Regions from separate parts of the Mus musculus genome. Here regions 1 and 2 are each linked to region 3. Evidence: chromatin contacts called from public HiChIP or PLAC-seq data. All regions are on one chromosome and are shown on one strand. The core of a region is the stretch at or near the end of the contact, and the rest is flanking DNA. Distances in the headings are between cores, read along the strand shown. Region 1 overlaps Dennd2c (DENN/MADD domain containing 2C). Region 2 has its middle 11 kb from the start of Gm40113. Region 3 has its middle 48 kb from the start of Gm25869.

The links. HiChIP or PLAC-seq counts read pairs in DNA pulled down with a chosen protein or histone mark.
Region 1: a contact with region 3 is called in an H3K27ac HiChIP or PLAC-seq map of embryonic stem cells, with 7 read pairs. The contact joins two enhancer-like sites. A contact is called at or near these places in 4 of 115 datasets of contacts at active chromatin or transcription factors (embryonic stem cells and extraembryonic endoderm stem cells) and 1 of 9 other capture datasets (liver).
Region 2: an H3K27ac HiChIP or PLAC-seq map of embryonic stem cells shows a contact between it and region 3, with 19 read pairs. The contact joins two enhancer-like sites. A contact is called at or near these places in 3 of 15 datasets of contacts at CTCF or cohesin (CD8 T cells, the NIH/3T3 cell line and embryonic stem cells), 41 of 484 Hi-C or Micro-C datasets (the C3H10T1/2 cell line, the G1E-ER4 cell line, the MPC-11 cell line and 23 more), 20 of 115 datasets of contacts at active chromatin or transcription factors (T-cell acute lymphoblastic leukemia, effector CD8 T cells, embryonic stem cells and 5 more) and 1 of 9 other capture datasets (embryonic stem cells).

What each region holds. Positions count from the first base shown.
Region 1 is chr3:103,144,491-103,148,392 of GRCm38.p6, forward strand. Dennd2c (DENN/MADD domain containing 2C) reads left to right here. Exons shown (of 19, transcript NM_001384113.1): 7 at 2,022-2,066. Among named protein-coding and RNA genes, the nearest start is that of Bcas2, 25 kb to the right of the region's middle. Within about 2 kb of position 2,146, at least 51 of the 459 cell types and tissues checked have an H3K27ac peak or open chromatin away from gene starts, as enhancers often do. A contact at or near this core is called in embryonic stem cells, where this site is marked.
Region 2 is chr3:103,205,437-103,209,366 of GRCm38.p6, forward strand. No RefSeq gene overlaps it. Among named protein-coding and RNA genes, the nearest start is that of Gm40113, 11 kb to the left of the region's middle. Within about 2 kb of position 2,600, at least 32 of the 459 cell types and tissues checked have an H3K27ac peak or open chromatin away from gene starts, as enhancers often do. A contact at or near this core is called in bone marrow-derived macrophages, differentiating embryonic stem cells, embryonic stem cells and 2 more, where this site is marked.
Region 3 is chr3:103,377,386-103,381,029 of GRCm38.p6, forward strand. No RefSeq gene overlaps it. Among named protein-coding and RNA genes, the nearest start is that of Gm25869, 48 kb to the right of the region's middle. Within about 2 kb of position 2,201, at least 135 of the 459 cell types and tissues checked have an H3K27ac peak or open chromatin away from gene starts, as enhancers often do. A contact at or near this core is called in bone marrow-derived macrophages, differentiating embryonic stem cells, embryonic stem cells and 2 more, where this site is marked.

The sequences.
Region 1 (3,902 bases), core at 896-3,395, 230 kb before region 3:
CTCAAAAAACCAGAAGAAGAAAGGAATTTAGCTTTAAGCTGCTGAGCATGGTGGCCCGTGTCTGCAATCCCAGCATTTGGAAGGCTGAGGCAGGAGGAATACCCCAAGTTTGAGTCCAGGCTGTGCTATATAATGAAGTTCCATGTTAGCTTGGGCTATTATAGAATGAGAACTTGTCTTTAAAAGCACAAAAAATTTTTGGTTTCTTCAGTAAACAGACTTCTTTTCCCAATTTATTTTTCATCTTTTTAATTTACAACTAAACTCTTTTTTTTAAAAATGGAAGCCAGGTGGTAGTGGCACATGTCTTTTTTTTAAAAAAGATTTATTTATTATTATACATAAGTACACTGTAGTTGTCTTCAGACACATGAGAAGAGGGCATCAGATCTCATTATGGATGGTTGTGAGCCACCACGTGGTTGCTGGGATTTGAACTCATGACCTTCGGAAGAGCAGTCAGTGCTCTTACCTGCTGAGCCATCTCACCAGCCCTAAACTCTTTTTTTAATTAGATAGAAAATTTCATTTTTTTCTCTCTTGCTTTTGAAGCAGGTCATGTAGGCCAGGTTATCTTAAAACCCACTCTGTATACGTGAAGCTGGCATTAAACCCCTGATCCTCCATGTCAGCCTCTCATGGCCTAGGTTTCAGGTGTGGCCACCAGGCCTGACTGAATTTCAAAATGCTATATAATCAAATTTATACGTGTTTTAAATTTACAAATATTAGGCTCTGATTTTCTTGATACATTTAAAGATTTTTCTTTTCTTTTGCAGTTTCTAGTTTGATTTAATTTTTTTAGATTTATTCTAGAATTTTCTAAAAAGACTGAATTATATCTTATTTACTCATTGGGTTGTGGGTGGTGGTGCATTGGTGGTGTGGTGTGGATTTGGACGTTAGAGGACAATTGAGAGCAAACAGTGATCCACATGGTCCTGGGATTTAGCTCACCAGCCTTTGTCTTTTTTTGAGAATGAGCCTCACTATACATAAGGAAGAGCTCCTTGCCTGGCCTGGAACTCTGTGTAGACCTGGTTGACCTGGTTGATCCCAGGTGCTGGGGTCAAGGGCGTGAACCTTTGTACCCAGTGAAGTGTTTAATTGACTTATTTAAAATCCCATTAGAGGGTCTGTCTACACACACTCTACAGAAGGGCAGTGCTCTTCCTGAGTCCTTCAGTCCCTTGCCATTTTTAAAAATATTTTTTATTTGTTATCTTTTGGCAAATTATATCTTTAGAATTATGGTATAGAATACTTCATTGGTAGCCAGGGTACAAAGCCCCTATGTTTAATGGTTTGTACACACACACAGACACACACACACACACCCCAACACTCCCTTGTGAAGAGTGTAGCCCCTGTCTTCAGAGTTGACAAGCTTGAGGTGTGTGTGGGGGGGTGGGGTGTCACTGTGGTGGCAGGTGGTGGAGTTGTCATCTGCCCTCTCCTTCCCAGGCTGTGAACCAGGTCTCTGTGTAGCTCTCCTGTGTGGCGCCCACCTGTCAGTAGCCAGGCAGGCAGCTTCCCTGGGTCACAGTGCTTCTGTTCAGGCCTCCCTTTGGTCGCAGCTTACTGCATCATACAGAGCCTGCTCCATTCCCTCACTTCATGTCAAGACATACCTGTTGGTCCCAAATCACCCCAGTACACTGTCAAAGTATGGGAAGAGAGAGTCGCGGTCACAGAACTCTCATTTGGGTTGTGTTATAACTGCTGTATTTTGACCTAAGTTACTAATATCTTACTATGGTTAATTTATAAATAATCTCACACACTCACACTTAGAGCAAAAATGGAAACTTCATCTTGAATGTAGGATTCAGTGCTGTGTTTCAGATCCCGCAGAGCTGTTCTTTTTCAACTGCTCTGCTAATTTGACCTTTGCTAACTCCACCTCCATCCCTCTTGGGGGTTGGGGGGGCTGACTGTGGCAGTTTCCCATTGTTCTCATCCTCCTGCTTCCCACTAGGAGACAATACCAACGGAAGCTCTCCTCTCTTCCCTTTTTCCAGGTGAAACCAGTGGGAACGAGAGCGATGCCGAGTACCTGCCAAAGAGTGAGTGAGTCAGCAAGCTGCTCCCTTCGTGATCCTGGGCGGGTGGAGCAGCGCCTGCCTTTGTGATTTAAGAGTGGTTTTCCCCATGGGAGTTCACGGTGTAGGCCATTGCTTCATTCTCAGACCCTGTTGAGATTTGCGGAGCTAAACAGTACATTCAGCTGTTTGACAACATGACAAATCTCCCCTAGTAGAGTGAGGTAAACCAGGATGGTTCTGAGGACGAGTTCTGGAGGGCGCAGGCCGGCACCACATGTCCGGGCGTGTGCACATGCCAGAAGAGTGTGTGAATGATCCGCATTGGCAAGCACTTAGCCTGACATGGCTGATTTCTCTCTAGTAACTCAGGCGCAATTATTAAGTGCATTTTCCATCTGTCGTTAAGAAATGAGATAGATATTTACATAGCGCTACTTCTGTTCCAGGCTATAGGGCTCCTGTTAGGTACAGAATCTTCGCATTTCTGGCTCTTGTTTGTACAAGCCCTTAATGTGCTCTGCATCTTCATGAGACAAATTGTCATAGCAGGTTTCGTTTTGTTTCTTGTTTAATTGGCTGACGCACAGCACCACAAAGAGCAGTCACAAGGTATCAAAGCCGGGCCAGCTCTGACACCCTGATCTCATGAGTAACAGCCTTGTGCTCCCCGATGGCCTAATCTGCTCCAGGTGTTAGATTTTGTAGCCTGACTAAAGATGAAACTAGGAGCATCGTCATGGGCTTCAGCATTGATGTGGAAGGATGACTAATTTATTGCAGTTGCTAATGAGAAGCAGAAACCGATGTGTCTTGACTTGAACTCAGCCCTTTGGAGGGTCAGCACACTTTTTCCTAGAACATCCAGTAAACTGGGTGGTTTCTAGGGAACCATTCCTGGTTGTATGTTTAAAGAGTTCTTAATATTTGATCCACAACGTAACATATTTAGTGGCAAAAGCCATTGTACCTGGCGAGGGGGGTAACAGTCTCGGTGTGGCTGAAAGCCATCGTACCTGGCGAGGGGGTAACAACGTCGGCGTGGTTGTGATGGCTATTCATTCTTCTGATGCTGAACATTCTTTCACATACTTTTGCCATGCAGAGTTCTTGGCTTGACAGTGTCTGTTCGGTCTGTCGCCTGCTTGCTGATTGAGCTGTTGTCCGTTCTGTTCTCCTGTGTTCTAGGAATCGCTCTCCTGTCAGATGGGTGTACGGCGGAGGTTCCTTCCTCTTCCTACCTCTCTCCACTTTTCCATAAGCTTTCTAATGTCCTTCGGTCCCTTTAGCCGTTCTTGCTCTTACTTTTGAGCTATCCATGTTCTATTCAAAAGTCATTATCTGGGCTGGCGAGATGGCTTAGAGCATAAGAGCACTGACTGCTCTTCTAAAGGTCCTGAGTTCAAATTTCAGCAACCACAAGGTGGCTCACAACCATCTATAATTCGATTTGATGCCCTCTTCTGGTCTGTCTGAAAATAGCTACAGTGTACTCACACAAAATAAATAAATCTTAAAAAAAAATAAATAAAAAGAACTAGGAAGTTTCAGCTTCTGGCTTTATTGCTATTCCAGAGGTCTATATGCTTAGTTTTTAAAAATTATTTGAGATTTGTTTTCTATCAAAGTGGGCATAAGTGCATGCGAGTACAGGTGGCCAGAGGTGACAGGTCCCCCTGGAGCACCTGACATGGGGCTGGGAACCAAACTCAGGCCTTCTGGAAGAACAGTATATGCTCTTCACCACTGAGTCATCTCTCCAGCTGTTGTGTGTCTTTCTTGAAGAACTGTCATTGGTAAAAGCCACACCTCTTATTAGTGATGTGTGCCAAGGAAGAAAGGGAAAGGATGGCTCTTTAT
Region 2 (3,930 bases), core at 1,350-3,849, 170 kb before region 3:
GTGAGGTCCAGGACAGCCAGGGCTACACAGAGAAACCCTGTCTTGAAAAAACCAAAAAAAAAAAAAACCAACAACAACAATAACAACAATACCCCAACCACCCCTCAAAACAAACAAACAAACAAAACAAAAAAGAAAGAAAAGTGAACATTTCAGTGAGCACTGGATGCTATTTGCCCTCCAGTCGCATCTATGTATATATCCCAGGAAAGGTATTTTTAATTTTTAAATTTTTTTATTTTTCTATTTTTTACCGTTGTCTGTTTTTATTTCAGAACTTTGTTCCTAGATCTTACTTTGTGTTCAAAGTGGTCTTGGTATGCAGCCCAGGCTGGCCCAAGCTTGTTATCCTCATGCCTTAGTGCCTCGAATGCTGGGATGACAGGTGTATACTGCCATGGCTAGCATCCATAGCAAGGTTGAACTTAAAGAGCACAGCATCCTAAGCTGGGAGGTATCTGCTACTGCTATACTTAGTGGTTTTTGAACAAGTGGTACTAAGATATTTGGGGGCTGGGAATATAACTCAATAGAGAGCTTTTCTGGAATGCTTAAAGCCGGGGTTCAATTCCCGGCATTGACTAGTCGTGGTAGTGCTTGTCTGTTACTCTAACCTCAGAAGGTAAAAGCAGAAAGATCCAAGAAGTTCAGGGTCATCCTTAGCTACATCGCCAATTCTTTTTTTTTTTTTTTTTAAAGATTTATTTATTATTATATGTAAGTACACTGTAGCTGTCTTCAGACACACCAGAAGAGGGAGTCAGATCTTGTTACAGATGGTTGTGAGCCACCATGTGGTTGCTGGGATTTGAACTCTGGACCTTTGGAAAAGCAGTTGGGTGCTCTTAGCCACTGAGCCATCTCACCATCCCTTTTTTTTTTTAAAGTCTTTTTTTTTTTTAAGATTTATTTATTATTATATGTAAATACACTGTAGCTGTCTTCAGACACTCCAGAAGAGGGAGTCAGATTTTGTTACAGATGGTTGTGAGCCACCACGTGATTGCTGGGATTTGAACTCTGGACCTTCGGAAGAGCAGTCGGGTGCTCTTACCCACTGAGCCATCTCACCAGCCTACATCGCCAATTCAAGGCCAGCCTGGTCTACATATGACCCTGTCTCAAAACCAAAACTAACCACAAAAATAAAAACCAAATGATGTCACACTTCCTCTTTAACCCTAAATGATACCATGTGAAAGTTGCAAGTGTGGACTTCCTCTGCAGTATACTTGTGGGCTTTCCAGTGAGTGCTGTAGAAGTACCCAGCAATACATCCTGTTAACCGAGGGTGATACGTCCTTCCAAGATATAGTTCACACCAGTTCATTGTTTTCTTTTGACTGGTGTGCATGATGATGAACGCCTAACGGACTGTGGCTGCTCCTCTACAGAGATCTCACTAGACGGACATGTCTTGCCAAAGGGGCATTAGATCTTAGATGCCACACTCTTATTGGGGATGAGGCTACAAAGTGTTAGGAGGTCCCAGCAAGCACAAGGACCCTGGACTTGATTTCCAGCACTAAGCAACCAAGCACACAAGCACATAACCAACCATCAGCAAGAAAGATCTTGATGTCAAAATTTACTGAGGAATGTTGCTGTAAATGAACCATAAAAATTTTTCAACAGTTAAATTGTTAAGTAGCAAGATGAAAAGTTACATGAAAATTGTAATTGTTATGTGATTCGTTCCCCAGGAGACAAACTCTGAGGTGGAAATACAAATGCAGGAAGCTTATTGTTAGAGAGTATAAGAACCGAGGAGGTAGGGCTGAGCAGAAGCTAATCTGAGCTGTACGGTGGGAAGGCCCTGTACAGTGGCCCTGTGCGGTTCCTTCATGTAGCCCTGGAGCTGGGATGATGCTCTGGAGCCCCAAGAGGCTCTTCCCTATGTAATCCAGACATTCTTTTCCCTCCTCCTCCTCCTCCTCCTCCTCCTCCTCCTCCTCCTCCTCCTCCTCCTCCTCCTCTTCTCTCTGCAGGTGCAAGCCTTTTCTTTCTCTTCCTCTGGCCCTCATGGCGACTCCTCTGGCTTAATCCTTGGGGCCAGGGAATTTGTCCATGTGCAGCTTCCCAATAAACCTACCTTCAGTATAATCTGGTTTGAATTGGCTCATCTCACTGGTGGCCGAGAAATAACCTATCAATAACCAGCTCCCATAAGTTGTCTTCTGACCTCTACACACTTCCTCTAATATATATTGGACATGCATATCTAAAAATAGTTGTGGTGTAGTAGCCATGCGTATTGGCAGGAAGGAAACAAGCTCTGTGAGGTAAAAATGGAAGTCAAGCCCCTACTGGGGGGAAAACTTCTGACCAAGCCTCCTTTGTTGTTGTTTTCCCAAGATAGAGTTTCCCAGTGTAACAGCCATGGCTGTCCTGGAACTCACTTTGTAGACCCGGCTGGTTCGAACTCACAGAGGTCCTTTGTCTTCTGAGTGCTGGGATTAAAGACAGTTTTCTTGCGTATTTAAACACAATGGAACTTTTGAAATTATCACAATAAAACTTCAGGCTGGGCTACAAGCAAACTCCCCTGCTAAGCCCATCCGGTTTGCTCTTACCTGTGACCTTACCATAAGAATGGGTTCTATTGACTAGCTCCAGGGAGGAAGGATTTGTCATGAACAAAAGGTTCTATTGACTGAGAGGATTGCTCGGCTTTTGGGGGGTGGGGGGTGGGGATTCAGGTAAAGGCTGGCTTCATAGACTAGTAAAAGATCTCCAGGTATTAGCACGGCCATTCAGAGGCTTTTGGGTGGAAAAAGAGGCCTGTGTTTAACAGTTCTGATTTCTCCAGTGCTTATCTGTGAACTGTGCTCTATAGGGTATGGTAGCAAACATCTTTAATCCCAGTATCTGGGAGGCAGAGGCAATGAGATCTCTGTAAAATCAAGGCCAGCCTGGTCTAATGAGTGAACTCCTGCACAGCCAGGACTTTGTCTCAAGAAGGAAAAAAAAAAAAAAAAAAAAGTGTAGCTGAGTGTCTGTAATCTTTGAGTTTGAGACAGGAAGGCAAGGAGATCAAGAGTTCAAGGCCAGCTCAGGCTATATGAGACCCTGTTTGTCTAAAAGCAAAGCAAAAACAAAACAAAATCTATGACAGGCATGTTGCTCAGCGATTGAGCATTGCTTGGCATACACAAGGCCCTGGACTCAGTCACCAACACTGTAGAACGATATCATCCAGGAATGGTGGTACTTTCCTGTAATCCCAGCACTGGGGAAGGAGTCAGCCTCCTTGAGTACTCTCAAGTCAAGGCCAGCCTGGGCTTCAGAATGAGATATTTTCCCCCTAAATATCTTCATCCAATAATAATAATAAAACTGAAAGTATATTCCATATATATTCCATAGCTGAGCAGAAGATGTGATCAGCATATGAAAGGCTCATCCCTAGGACCAACAAACACACGAATAAAAAAAAGTGTGTCCTATGGCATATTATCTGGCCAAAGGGTCTCTAATAGTTCTCCATTCTCTGGCTTACTGGATAGACAGGCTTTATCTTGCCTATCTAAAACCTGACTTCTCACGAGTTCCCAGCAAAGGCCATCCAGTTCAGTCAGTAAGTAAAAGCAGACCTTTGCCTATGCCTTCACTCCCCTGCTCTGTCACCTCATCCCACAGCCATTTTCTCCATGGAGCATGGTAGGCTCACTGTTCAGTACTCTGCCTCCTCCTCTGGATTTGCAACCCACTCATTTGTTCCCTCTGTGTGTGTGTACCTGTGTACATGCATGTGTGCGTAGCCTGTGCATGTGTACGTGCTGTGTTTGTGTTTGCTTGTGTGTGGGTGTACACATGAGTCAGTCTAGACTCCTAGAGAAGAGCTTGTGCCCTGTGTGTTATGGCATCTATCACATGAACGAGCACAGGTTAAAATTTGAATAGACTGAGATGCTCAGAGACAAAGAGTAC
Region 3 (3,644 bases), core at 951-3,450:
TTTTTTTTGTTTGTTTGTTTGTTTGGTTTTTCGAGACAGGGTTTCTCTGTGTAGCCCTGGCTGTCCTGGAGCTCACTTTGAAGACTAGGCTGGCCTCGAACTCAGAAATCCACCTGCCTCTGCCTCCCGAGTGCTGGGATTAAAGGCATGCGCCACCATGCCCGGCTCTGTTGCACATCTTTACTGACTTTATTTGTGATTCTAGAACTGAGCAGCTGCCTAGAGCAAAGAGCCTCACTCTGATGGGCAAACTGTCTCCTCCCCAAACCTCTCTCCAGGGTCTTACAGTGTCTTAGTTGGTGTTTACTGCTGTAAACAGACACAATCACCAAGGCAACTCTCTCTTTTTTTTTTTTTTCGAGACAGGGTTTCTCTGTATAGCCCTGGCTGTCCTGGAACTCACTTTGTAGACCAAGCTGGCCTCGAACTCAGAAATTCACCTGCCTCTGCCTCCCCAGTGCTAGGATTAAAGGCGTGCACCACCACGTCTGGCTTTTTTTTTTTTTTTTCCAATGCAAGTCTCATAAAGGACAACATTTAATTGGGTTCAGTCCATTATCATCAAGGCAGGAGCATGGCAGCATCCAAGCAGGCATGGTGCAGACAGAGCTGAGAGTTCTACATCTTCATCTGAAGGCTGCTAGCAGAATACTGGCTTCCACACCCACAGTGACACACCTACTCCAACAGGATCACACCTAATAGTGCCATTCCCTGGGCCATGCATATACAAACCATCACACACAGGCTAGGCCAGCCCCAGAATGGCAGGTTATATTTATAGCCAGAGAACAGGAAGTGAGTTGCAAATGTGAAATCCAGGACCCTGAGACAGCTAGATTAGTAACAGCTGGAGAGTTCCTTTTTTGAACAAGGTTTGAACAGTTGGCTGCTTTTGATTGGCTGAGAGTCTATGACCTATCACAGGAATGTGTTGTACTCTGTTCTCACAAGTTAGGTTACACCTCACTGTGTTCAGAGAACCAGGAAGCAAATTTAACAGTTTCTTGCAACATCTCAAGATCAGTAGCTTAAGGGATGCCTTTACTACTAACATCTCAGATCTGAGACCAGCCACACTCAGAACGGGAACCACATATGCAAAGGCTTGTGCCTCATTCATTCATTTACATATATATATATATGTGTGTGTGTTTGTATATGTATATATATATGTGTGTGTGTGTGTATGTATGTATGTATGTATGTGTATATATATGTAAATTCTTCCCATAGCCCTTTGCAAACATTTACAGTGTAGTAGAAATAACCATGTCAACAGCCAACTCTGGTGACAGTATTGTTTGTGCTGGAAATCTGACCTAGACAGGAGACTGAAGAATATGTGTGTGTGTGTGTGTGTGTATGTATGTGTGTGTTTATGTGTGTGTGTGTATGTGTGTATATCTGTGTGTATGTATCTGTGTGTATGTGTGTGTGTATCTGTGTGTATGTGTGTGTGTGTGTGTGTGTGTGTGTGTGTGTGTGTGTGTGTGTCTGCCATAGAAACCTAGAAGCTGCTGTTGCTGAAGGCACTGGTCTCATACATACTTGGACCCTTGGATGTCTCATGGGTAACTAAAAGCAAAATAAAAAGCCTAGCAAGACATGGAGACGGCACAGTGGCTAGAGGGGCTTGCCTTGCAAGGCTAGCAACCTGAGTTCTATCTCAGGAAGCCGTGTAAAGATAGAGGGAGGGAACTGACCCTCAGGTATCCGCTGACCTTGACATGCGTAGTCCACTTCCCCCAATAACTAAAAAAATAAGACTTCTGGCATCTCTATTTCCATTTTGTACCTTGTCTACCCTACTGCCTCTTTTTGGAGGTTCTAGTAGGAGAGTGAAGTCACCTTGTATACCTTTATCAATGAACACAATGGATTTGAATCCTGATGGTTGCAAAGCGACCGTAAACACAGGGAACACACACACACACACACACACACACACACACACACACACACACACGGAATGGAATTTATCACCTGCAGCAGGTGAGGAGAGCAAGGGCGTCATTTTTCAAAGCAACACTCTCCCTGAACAAAGATAGAATGTGGTTTCATTCAGGGTGGCTATTCATATAGGGGTTAGCCCATTCCTAAGCAGGCTCTTTTAGGGACAGGAATGCCTCTATGCTTGCTCAATTTGCACCATAAAGTTTCAACTGACAAAGGAGAGGAGTGGCCCCTGACTGTGCCTGCCTTGCACAATGGCTCCCCAGTGTTGGGAAAGAAATATGAGGAGGAGTGAGGCAGGAAGGGGAGCCATTTCCAGGCAGCTAGATCAGACCCATCAACCCTGACAGTCACTGGGTGACAGTATCACCGCAGATGGCCCTTACAGCCTTTACCTCCATCCGTCCTGCACACAGCATGCTAACCATCTAAGGCTCATATGTATTAGAGCTAGCACATACCTTCAGGGCTTCAAGGCTCATGACAGAAGTAACTAAGATGTTTTCAAAGGGCCAGGAACAGCAAGCCAATCAGTAGATGGGATGTCAAAGTTGTTCTGCACTCCCCTCAATCAGGATCAATCGTCCCACGATGAACACTGGCTTGTTCCTTCCAGCAATAACAACTTCCCTGGTGTCAGAGCCAGACCTCAGATCACCATTAGTCAGGCCAGGGTATGAACAGTGCTTAAATGCATGCTCCTGGCCTCTTCCCCCATCATCCTGAGACTCTTCCCAGCATCCCTAAAGACAAACTAAGGATGCATTGGTGTGTGCTTCCTGAAGCAGCCCCAAGGAGTAGATTCCTTCCCTCCTTCCCACCCCCTGCCCAGATTCTTCTGGGAGTCATTTTTGAGGCGGGTGGTCAGACCTAGACATTTCCCAAAGTCAGCCTCCACTCCCTCTTTGGCCTAGGACTCATTAACTGGGCAAGGTGAATCTCTATTAGGAAAACAACCTGACAGGATGGGAGGAAAAGTCCAGAAGCCACCCCCAGCAGTGCTCAGGGTGGGCCCTTGCCTCTTCAAGGCAGCCCAAAGGTGACTGGATTGGTTCTAAAGACAGAAACTCAGGCTGGTGAGATGGCTCAGTGGGTAAGAGCACCCGACTGCTCTTCCGAAGGTCTGGAGTTCAAATCCCAGCAACCACATGGTGGCTCACAACCATCTGTAACAAGATCTGACGCCCTCTTCTGGAGTGTCTGAAGACAGCTACAGTATACTTACATATAATAAATAAATAAATCTTAAAAGACAGAAACTCTTAGGTTACCTGGTATGACCCCAAGCTTGTGCCTTGTATACTCTCTGAGCAGACTGATGACAGGCACTGATTGGAAGGAGGAGTGAGGTGACTAGAGAGAGAAACAAGATGTCATTTCCTAAGCAGGCCAGGGAAGGGGTACCAAGGGTCATAGGGCTATTCCTAAAGACCCCTTCTTTTCAAATATATCAAATGCCGTGGCAACTCAGCCCTGGGACACACTCTGGGTGTGGGTGTGGGCTTTGCTGCCTTGCATGGATCCTGCTACAGAGGCTACAGCGGTTCTGGAGTCTGCCGGGAGCTCAGCCAGTGCCCACCAGGGTTGGCTCAGGGTGTCTGAATGACGACGGTCCTACCCTTGGGGACAGTCCTGAGCTGTGTCCCCAGGGGTTCCTCTCACTTTGTGAGAGTGAAAGCACGTGTCTT